Linked DNA regions of Zea mays: region 1 is linked to region 2. Evidence: chromatin contacts called from public Hi-C data. All regions are on one chromosome and are shown on one strand. Each heading gives the region's core, a stretch centred on a gene start, on an enhancer-like site or on the middle of the called end of the contact. The rest is flanking DNA. Distances are from core to core; before and after follow the strand shown. Region 1 holds the start of LOC542583 (glyceraldehyde-3-phosphate deHaseN1). Region 2 holds the start of LOC109946031 (cinnamoyl-CoA reductase 1).

Region 1 (3,904 bases), core at 459-2,958, 310 kb before region 2:
CCTTGGCCAACAGCTACAAGGTGGTTGGGGGCTATAAATACCCCCCAACCACCACAATCTTTGGCATCCAAGTTTTTCTGAAGATCACATGCAATACAAGAGCTAGAGCATTCACTCCAAGACATATTTCCAAAGATTAAACCCTCTCCAAGTCTCGAATTCATCTCAACCACTTAGTGACTTGAGAGAGAGTGTGTTCGTGTTCATTTGCGCTCTTGTTGCTTGGATTGCCTTTCTTCCTTCCTCACTTCTTTTCTAAGTGCTTGTAAGCAAAGCAAGAGAGACCTAAGAGTGTGGTGGTACTTGCGGGGTCTTAGTGACCCGTGTGATTAAGGGAAAGACTCACTCGATCTAGGTGACTGTTTGAGAGAGGGAAATGGTTGAAATAGACCCGGTCTTTGTGACCTCCTCAACAGGGACTAGGTTCTTTGGAACCGAACCTCGGTAAAACAAATCATCGTGTTCACTCGTCTTGATTCTTATTTGATTTGTTTTCCCCTCTTTAGCGTTTCCTTGCTAGTGTGAATTTGAGTTGGCTCCCATACGTTATCCGCAATCCGTGAGCAACTCCTAGCAAGAGAGATATTCTTTTGGACTTGAATTTAATTCTAACGCTAACCTCGGCTTGTAGTGTGTGTTTAAAGTTATAAATTTCAGGTTTCGCCTATTCACCCCTCTAGGCGACTTTTAGAATCTCTCCACCCCGACGGGGTTCCTCCCGGAAGGCAAGATCTAGGTCTGCTGTAAAGAAGACCCTTTGCGCCATCGCGGAACGTCCGAGCCACAGGCGCGGACCGTCCAGACGTACGCAGAGGAGGAGTCGCTCCCGCGCTAGGTTACGGACCGTCCGGCCCTGTGCTGCGGACCGTCCGCGCCTCCGCATAGAGCACCGCTAGGCGGTCAGTTCCAGTGTCTGGCGCCCGTATCGGCACCAACACCTAACACGTCAGGAAGCCACATGGAGCGTAACGCTCCCATATAGTACCACCTTACTAGCTGAAGGAGTAAGAGCGACCCTGTGTGCAATAAGAAAATGGATCGGCCTCCTTTTCAACTCGTACTTTTATCGTACTTTTGGCTAAGATAAGGTGTTTTTGTCGGTTTAATATCTGATATGTGGATATTACACTTTAATATTAAATTTATTTTTATGAATATTAAATATGATTATACGCCGTCGCAACGAGTATTGTACTAGTTATAATTATCTATTGTCATAGTAAAACTGGTATAGATCTTTATTAAATCTTAAATATGTCACTGGTTATGTCTAAAACGACGTTTACGGTTAGCTTCTCGTTTCTCCTCTTCTTACTTCCGTCTCAGTATTTAACATGTTTACAGCTCTATTATTATATTTTCTCCAATCATCTCCGAAAACACTGGAGCAAGTAGATGTCGCTGTACACACTCGAATAAAAAAAAATGGGACAGCTTTGCCGGCAGGCGGTACCGTTGGCGTGATAGTCTGACGCTGCAAAGCCGCCGAGGAGAGCCCTACTCGCCCAAGTGTGCCGCGTCACCTCTAGCGCTGCTGGGAACGCCAGCCACACAGTGCCCGTGGTCCGCGGCAGCCTACTCCGGTCCGGTACTTGTCACCCAACTCCCGCAGTCCCACCCACACCGATCGCGGGGCCGATCGAGTCTGGTCCGCGGCAGCCTACTCCGGTCCGGTACTTGTCACCCAACTCCCGCAGTCCCACCCACACCGATCGCGGGGCCGATCGAGTCTGCTGAAGCCTCGCCTCGCCTCGCAGAAGAAGCAGCGTGAGTAAAAAACCCGCAGGGTGCAGACGAAAACCTCGTCCGTTTCCGTCGTCTTCCTCCTCCCTCCGTCTCCCTTCACCCGGCCTCGGTGGGTCCGCTCCCCAGCCACGCGCCGCTCTCTTATTTAACCCCGGCCCCGGCCTCCGCTCCGCCACTCGCGCACCCATCACACCCCCTAACCACTCCACCTCCCTCAGCAGCCCTCACGGCCACTACCCACTGCGGCTGTACCACCTGTACGGCTGCACTGTCCGTCGATCGGCTTTGCACCACACGTCCGCGCGCTCGCTCCGTCGGTGTCGGTAGCCATGGCGCTGGCGGGGACGGGGGTGTTCGCGGAGATCCTGGACAGCGAGGTGTACAGGTACTACGCCGACGGGGAGTGGCGCAGCTCCGCCTCCGGCAAGTCCGTCGCCATCGTCAACCCCACCACCCGCAAGACGCAGTACAGGGTGCAAGGTGCGGGCTCTCGCCTCTGCCTCTGTTCTCCCTTCCTTAGCGTGCGCCCCTATGGGCACCAAGGGCCTCGGGAGCGACTGCTAGTGCTGTCCCCTTGTCCGGGGGAAAAATACGCTTATTACTTTGTTTGAGTACTCGATCACAATCCACGTGTGTTAAAGGTGGATTGTGGTGTAATTGTGGTGTTAAGGTAAAAACTTAGAAGTGCCACCAATTAATGCCTACCTGCGCTATCACTTTCCTTAATTATGCTGACCGTCCCTGACAATGCCTCTTGACTAGCGCCCCCAAATAGTCTCGCTTTTGATGCTTATAATTTCACTAGCCCAAATTTAACCACTCTCCAAGAATATTTCTCCAACTAACCATCTCTCGAAGTCGAAGTGATCGAAGTCCGTAGGCCTTTTGCTAGTGATAGATTCAGTGCTTGCAGTGGACTGCAAAAGGGGAACGACTTACTTTTCTGACGGTCCGGATCCCCTGTGTGTCCAGCATGCACGCAGGAGGAGGTGAACAAGGCGATGGACGCGGCCAAGGTCGCGCAGAAGGCATGGGCCCGGACGCCGCTGTGGAAGCGTGCGGAGCTCCTCCACAAGGCGGCCGCGATCCTCAAGGAGCACAAGGCCCCCATCGCCGAGTGCCTTGTCAAGGAGATAGCCAAGCCGGCCAAGGATGCCGTTTCTGAGGTCACTAGCAGCTGAAGTCATTCCTGTTAGAGTGTTTTGCTTTGGTTCTTCAGTTGGGCTTAACGGACAAAATGTCTTGTTGCGTTTTCATAGGTTGTCCGGTCTGGGGATTTGGTGTCGTACACAGCTGAGGAGGGTGTGCGGATACTCGGGGAGGGCAAGCTGCTTGTTTCGGATAGCTTCCCTGGTAATGAACGAAACAAGTACTGTCTGAGCTCCAAGGTATATCTACGTTGCAGTACTCGTGTTTGCTGTATATGCTCCACTGATTTTTCACTGCAACATTGTTTGTGTATCGTAACTTATCCAGAAATGCTGATAGAAATAAGCTAGTTGAACGTCTACGACATTAATTGATGGACCACTCCATCCTGACTAATGGAGGATGAAATGATAGAAGTTGGAGGATGGGCAATTAAGTTTAAAATTCATCTATAAGGATAGGCCATAAAATAGGCAGCTCCTTATCTCTCAGTTTTTTTTTTTTGACATGCAGAGGAGTATGGACCATTTATGCTGTTGGCATGTCTTGCTGTTTCCTTTTGCTTTGTTTTGCCTTTTCTTTTCTGATGTCATTGCCATGCTGTGACTGCTCAGGTTGCGTATTTCTATGATTCTGTCCTAGTATAAACTATTGCTCAGTTGTCCATTGTATTTTTCATGCGCTAATGATATTGTGTCTGGATCAAACTCAACAAGGGCATGGATCTGCCTGACTCGACTGTTCCTATGCCAAATTGGCTGGAATTGGCCAGGTGCAACCATAACTCGAAGAAAGCATAGCATCCAACCAGCGAGGCTTAGGGTCTGTTGGTTGGGCTGTGGCTGCGAAAAAAGCTGTCGTGGGCTGTGAGTTGTGAAAAAAACTGTTGTGACTGTGAACTGCTAAAAAACTAAAAACTGTTCGATGGAAACCACTAAAAGCCGCTGAATATATATATTTTCACAGTTCCATCTGAAAGCTGCTAAAAGCAGGTCTAGATGTGCTTTTA
Region 2 (3,858 bases), core at 21-2,520:
CAGCGGGCCCACCACCAGCACCGGGTTCACCACCGCCAGCTCCAGCCCGCGCTGCCGGCACAAGTCCCGCGCCGCCTGCTCCGCCACCGCCTTGCCGTAGCAGTACCAGTTCTGCATGCGTATATATTAGCATCATATCCTCTCTCGTCGTGCGTGCGTGGCCGGATGAGAGATGTGGGCAGGTGAAACTGTGTCCAGTGAAGAAGAATAACAACAATAATACTAATACTAATGGTGTGTCGTCGTCGCCACGGTGACGCAACGCAGTTGTTGCGTAGTAGTACGTGAGAAGACGAAAGCTACTAGGGCCGGCCCACTCACCCTCGTTCTCTTGCAGAACTCGAGGTCGCTCCAGCACGACTCGTCGACAACGACGTCGGGCCCGCGGCCGGGGTCCATGGTGACCGCGCCGATGGAGGACGTGAACACCACCCGCCGCACCGTGCCGGCCTCCGCCGCCGCGTTGACCACGTACTGTGTGCCGCGCACCGCCGGCTCCACCATTTGCTCCTGCATGCATGCATGCATGCATGACGCATCGTCGGTTAGTGGTTAGTCGATCCGATGATGTGTGCGTGCGTGCGTGCGTAGGTCACACGGTGGCACAGCTAGCGACAAAAAGGGGCCGGGGGTCATCGGAGCAGCCATGCACTAGCTCACCGGGTCGTCGGTGACGGGGGAGGCGGTGTGGAAGACGCCCTGGCAGCCGTGCACGGCTCGGCGGATGGCGTCGTAGTCCAGCAGGTCGGCCTTGCAGAGGACCAGCCGCTCGGCGGCGCCGTCCAGCGCCTTGAGGTGCGCGCTCTTCGGGTCATCTGCCAGTGCCACCATGTGCATGCATATGGCGACCAATGACACAAACGTTGTTAATCCCTGCCACGCTCAGCTCGCGTCGTCGTCGTCGTATATGTATGTATAAATGCATATATATACACCAGATTAAAAGGCCTACGTGCCTGGGTTCCTGACGGTGCCCTTGACAGTGTACCCCTTCTCGAGCAGCAGCTTGACCAGCCACGAGGCGATGTAGCCGGCCGCGCCGGTGACGCACACGGTCTGCCCGTTCCCCGGCCGCACCGCCGGTGCCGCGGCCGCAGCAGCAGGGGCGCCGGCCGCATCGGTGGGGACGACGGCGTCGACGACGACGGTCATCCTGTGGCGTGTGTGCCGACGACGACGATGATAAGAAGACTAGTTGTGCTCTTCTAGCTCGCTCTCGCCCGTCCTTCTCTTGTTATGACCCTCCTTTAGCTGGCTGGCTAGTTTCGTCACGAAAGCTAGCTAGCTAGCCAGTATATATATTACCTGGCGGTGTCGTCGTGAACGAACGAAGCTATAGGAGAAATGCCGATGCTGATGCCGATGCGCGTGTGAGTGACGGGTAGCAAGCAGGCCAGGACGACGACTGAGAGACAGCGACACATACGATCGTGACCGCGGGTTAGGTGAGGCAACTCGGCCCCCAGCCGTCTTCCACGACGTACGTACATTACATCACGCAAACGTAATGTACGCGTACGTTGGGAGGTTGGGTGCTGCTGCTGCCAGTACAGGTACAGTACGCGTGTGTAAACTGAGAACCGGGAGAGACTCTCGCCGCGCAACGTGCGTCGTCGTGGGGCTGACGTACGTACTACACCAGTACACCTGTATGTGAGGGTTCTCGTTTACCCGTTACACTGTGCCGACCGGCTGCGGGTCATGATCAGTCGTCTACTCCAGAGCCCGGCGGCTTCGCATGCAGGTCGTCCTTAATTACTTAGAGCAAGTTTAATAATAGAGTATATTGTTAGCAGGGTCGGGCCAGAGAAATTTGAGGCCCTGTGCCAAATCTAGGAAAAACATTTAATGCAGCAGACTGCAAATTAGAATGTTCGTAGCACCTCACAAAAAATAAGGATTGATCCCACCTGCAGGTTCTTCGGATAACGTTTTAGTTGTGTTATTGCTGCTGCGGGTGGGGTCAATCGTTGTCGGGGACCATAATTAGGGGTACCCTCAAGACGCCCAATTCTCAGCTGGTAACCCCCATCAGCATAAAGCTGCAGAGGCCTGATGGGTGCGATTAAGTCAGGGATCAGTCCATACGAGTGACTCGATCACGCTTCGCCCGAGCCTAGCCTCGGCCAAGGGCAGCCGACCTCGAGGGACTTCCGTCTCGCCCGAGGCCCCCCTTTTAACGGCGGACGCATCTCCGGCTCGCCCGAGGCCTTGGCTTCGCTAAGAAGCAACCCTGACTAAATCGCCGCACCGACTGACCGAGTTGCAGGAGCATTTAACGCAAAGGTGGCCTGACACCTTTATCCTGACGCGCGCCCCCCGGCAGTGCCGAAGTGACCGCCGTCACTCCGCCGCACCACTGACCGGTCTGACAGAAGGACAGCGCCGCCTGCGCCACTCCGACTGCAGTGCCACTCGACAGAGTGAGTCTGACAGGCAGTCAGGCCTTGCCAAAGGCGCCATAGGAAGCTCCGCTCCGCCCGACCCAGGGCTCGGACTCGGGCTAAGACCCGGAAGACAGCGAACTTCGCTCCGCCCGACCCCAGGGCTCGGACTCGGGCTAAGGCCCGGAAGACGGCGAACTCCGCTCCGCCCGACCCCAGGGCTCGGACTCGGGCTAAGACCCGGAAGACGGCGAACTCCGCTCCGCCCGACCCCAGGGCTCGGACTCGGGCTAAGACCCGGAAGACGACGAACTCCGCTCCGCCCGACCCCAGAGCTCGGACTCGGGCTGAGACCCGGAAGACGACGAACTCCGCTTCGCCCGACCCCAGGGCTCGGACTCCGCCCTGGCCTCTGCCGAACGACCTCCGCCTCGCCCGACCCAGGGGCTCGGGCTCGGCCTCGGCCACGGAAGACAGATTCGACCTCGGCTTCGGAGGAGCCCCCACGTCGCCCGACCTAGGGCACAGGCCCGCCACGTCAACGGGAAGCGCCATCATCATCCTACCCCGAGCCGACTCGGGTCACGAAGAACAAGACCGATGTCCCCTCTGGCTAGCTCCGCCAGATGGGCAATGATGGCGCCCCACAAGCTCTGTGACGACGGCGGCTCTCAGCTCTCTTACGGAAGCAGGGGGACGTCAGCAAGGACTCGACCGCTCCGACAGCTGTCCCTCCGCCAGGCTCCGTTGCTCCTCCGACAGCCACGACATCACGCCAGCAGGGTGCCAAGATCTCTCCGGCTGCCACATTGGCATGTACTTAGGGCGCTAGCTCTCCCTCCGCTAGACACGTAGCACTCTGCTACACCCCCATTGTACACCTGGATCCTCTCCTTACGCCTATAAAAGGAAGGACCAGGGCCTTCTTAGAGAAGGTTGGCCGCGCGGGGACGAGGACGGGACAGGCGCTCTCTTGGGGCCGCTCGCTTCCCTCACCCGCGTGGACGCTTGTAACCCCCCTACTGCAAGCGCACCCGATCTGGGCGCGGGACGAACACGAAGGCCGCAGGATCTCCACCTCTCTCACGCCCGTCTCCGGACACCTCGCCTCTCCCCCCTTCGCACTCGCCCACGCGCTCAACCCATCTGGGTTGGGGCACGCGGCACACTCACTCGTCGGCTCGGGGACCCCCCGGTCTCGAAACGCCGACAGTTGGCGCGCCAGGTAGGGGCCTGCTGCGTGCTGACGAACAGCTTCCCGTCAAGCTCCAGATGGGCAGTCTCCAGCAACCCTCCGGCCCGGGACGGTGCTCCGTTTCGGGAGTCTTGAGTTCATGTCCTTCGACGGCAGCTACGACATGATACTCCTTCCACCGCCGCGCGACAACGACAATGGCGGCCGACATCCCGCCCGCCGGCGGCGGAACCGACGACATCTTCCCCGCGCGGTGGAAGAACAACATTCGAGCTCGCC

Evidence for each region. Hi-C and Micro-C count contacts between places; a contact is called where the count stands out from the background.
Region 1: a contact with region 2 is called in a Hi-C map of bundle sheath, with 2.8 times the contacts expected there. The contact joins the promoter of LOC542583 here to the promoter of LOC109946031 in region 2. A contact is called at or near these places in 2 of 25 Hi-C or Micro-C datasets (bundle sheath and ear).

The regions. Positions count from the first base shown.
Region 1 is chr4:87,421,615-87,425,518 of Zm-B73-REFERENCE-NAM-5.0, reverse strand. LOC542583 (glyceraldehyde-3-phosphate deHaseN1) reads left to right here and starts at 1,708. Exons shown (of 9, transcript NM_001112119.2): 1 at 1,708-2,226; 2 at 2,719-2,912; 3 at 3,006-3,134. The coding sequence starts at 2,076. It overlaps LOC103653482 (a long non-coding RNA gene), which reads right to left and starts at 3,066. Exons shown (of 2, transcript XR_565513.3): 1 at 2,686-3,066.
Region 2 is chr4:87,109,947-87,113,804 of Zm-B73-REFERENCE-NAM-5.0, reverse strand. LOC109946031 (cinnamoyl-CoA reductase 1) reads right to left here and starts at 1,270. Exons shown (of 5, transcript XM_020552572.1): 1 at 957-1,270; 2 at 661-815; 3 at 322-510; 4 at 1-111. The coding sequence starts at 1,152. It overlaps LOC109945764 (probable LRR receptor-like serine/threonine-protein kinase At3g47570), which reads right to left. Exons shown (of 2, transcript XM_020552114.1): 2 at 1,495-1,541. The coding sequence ends at 1,495.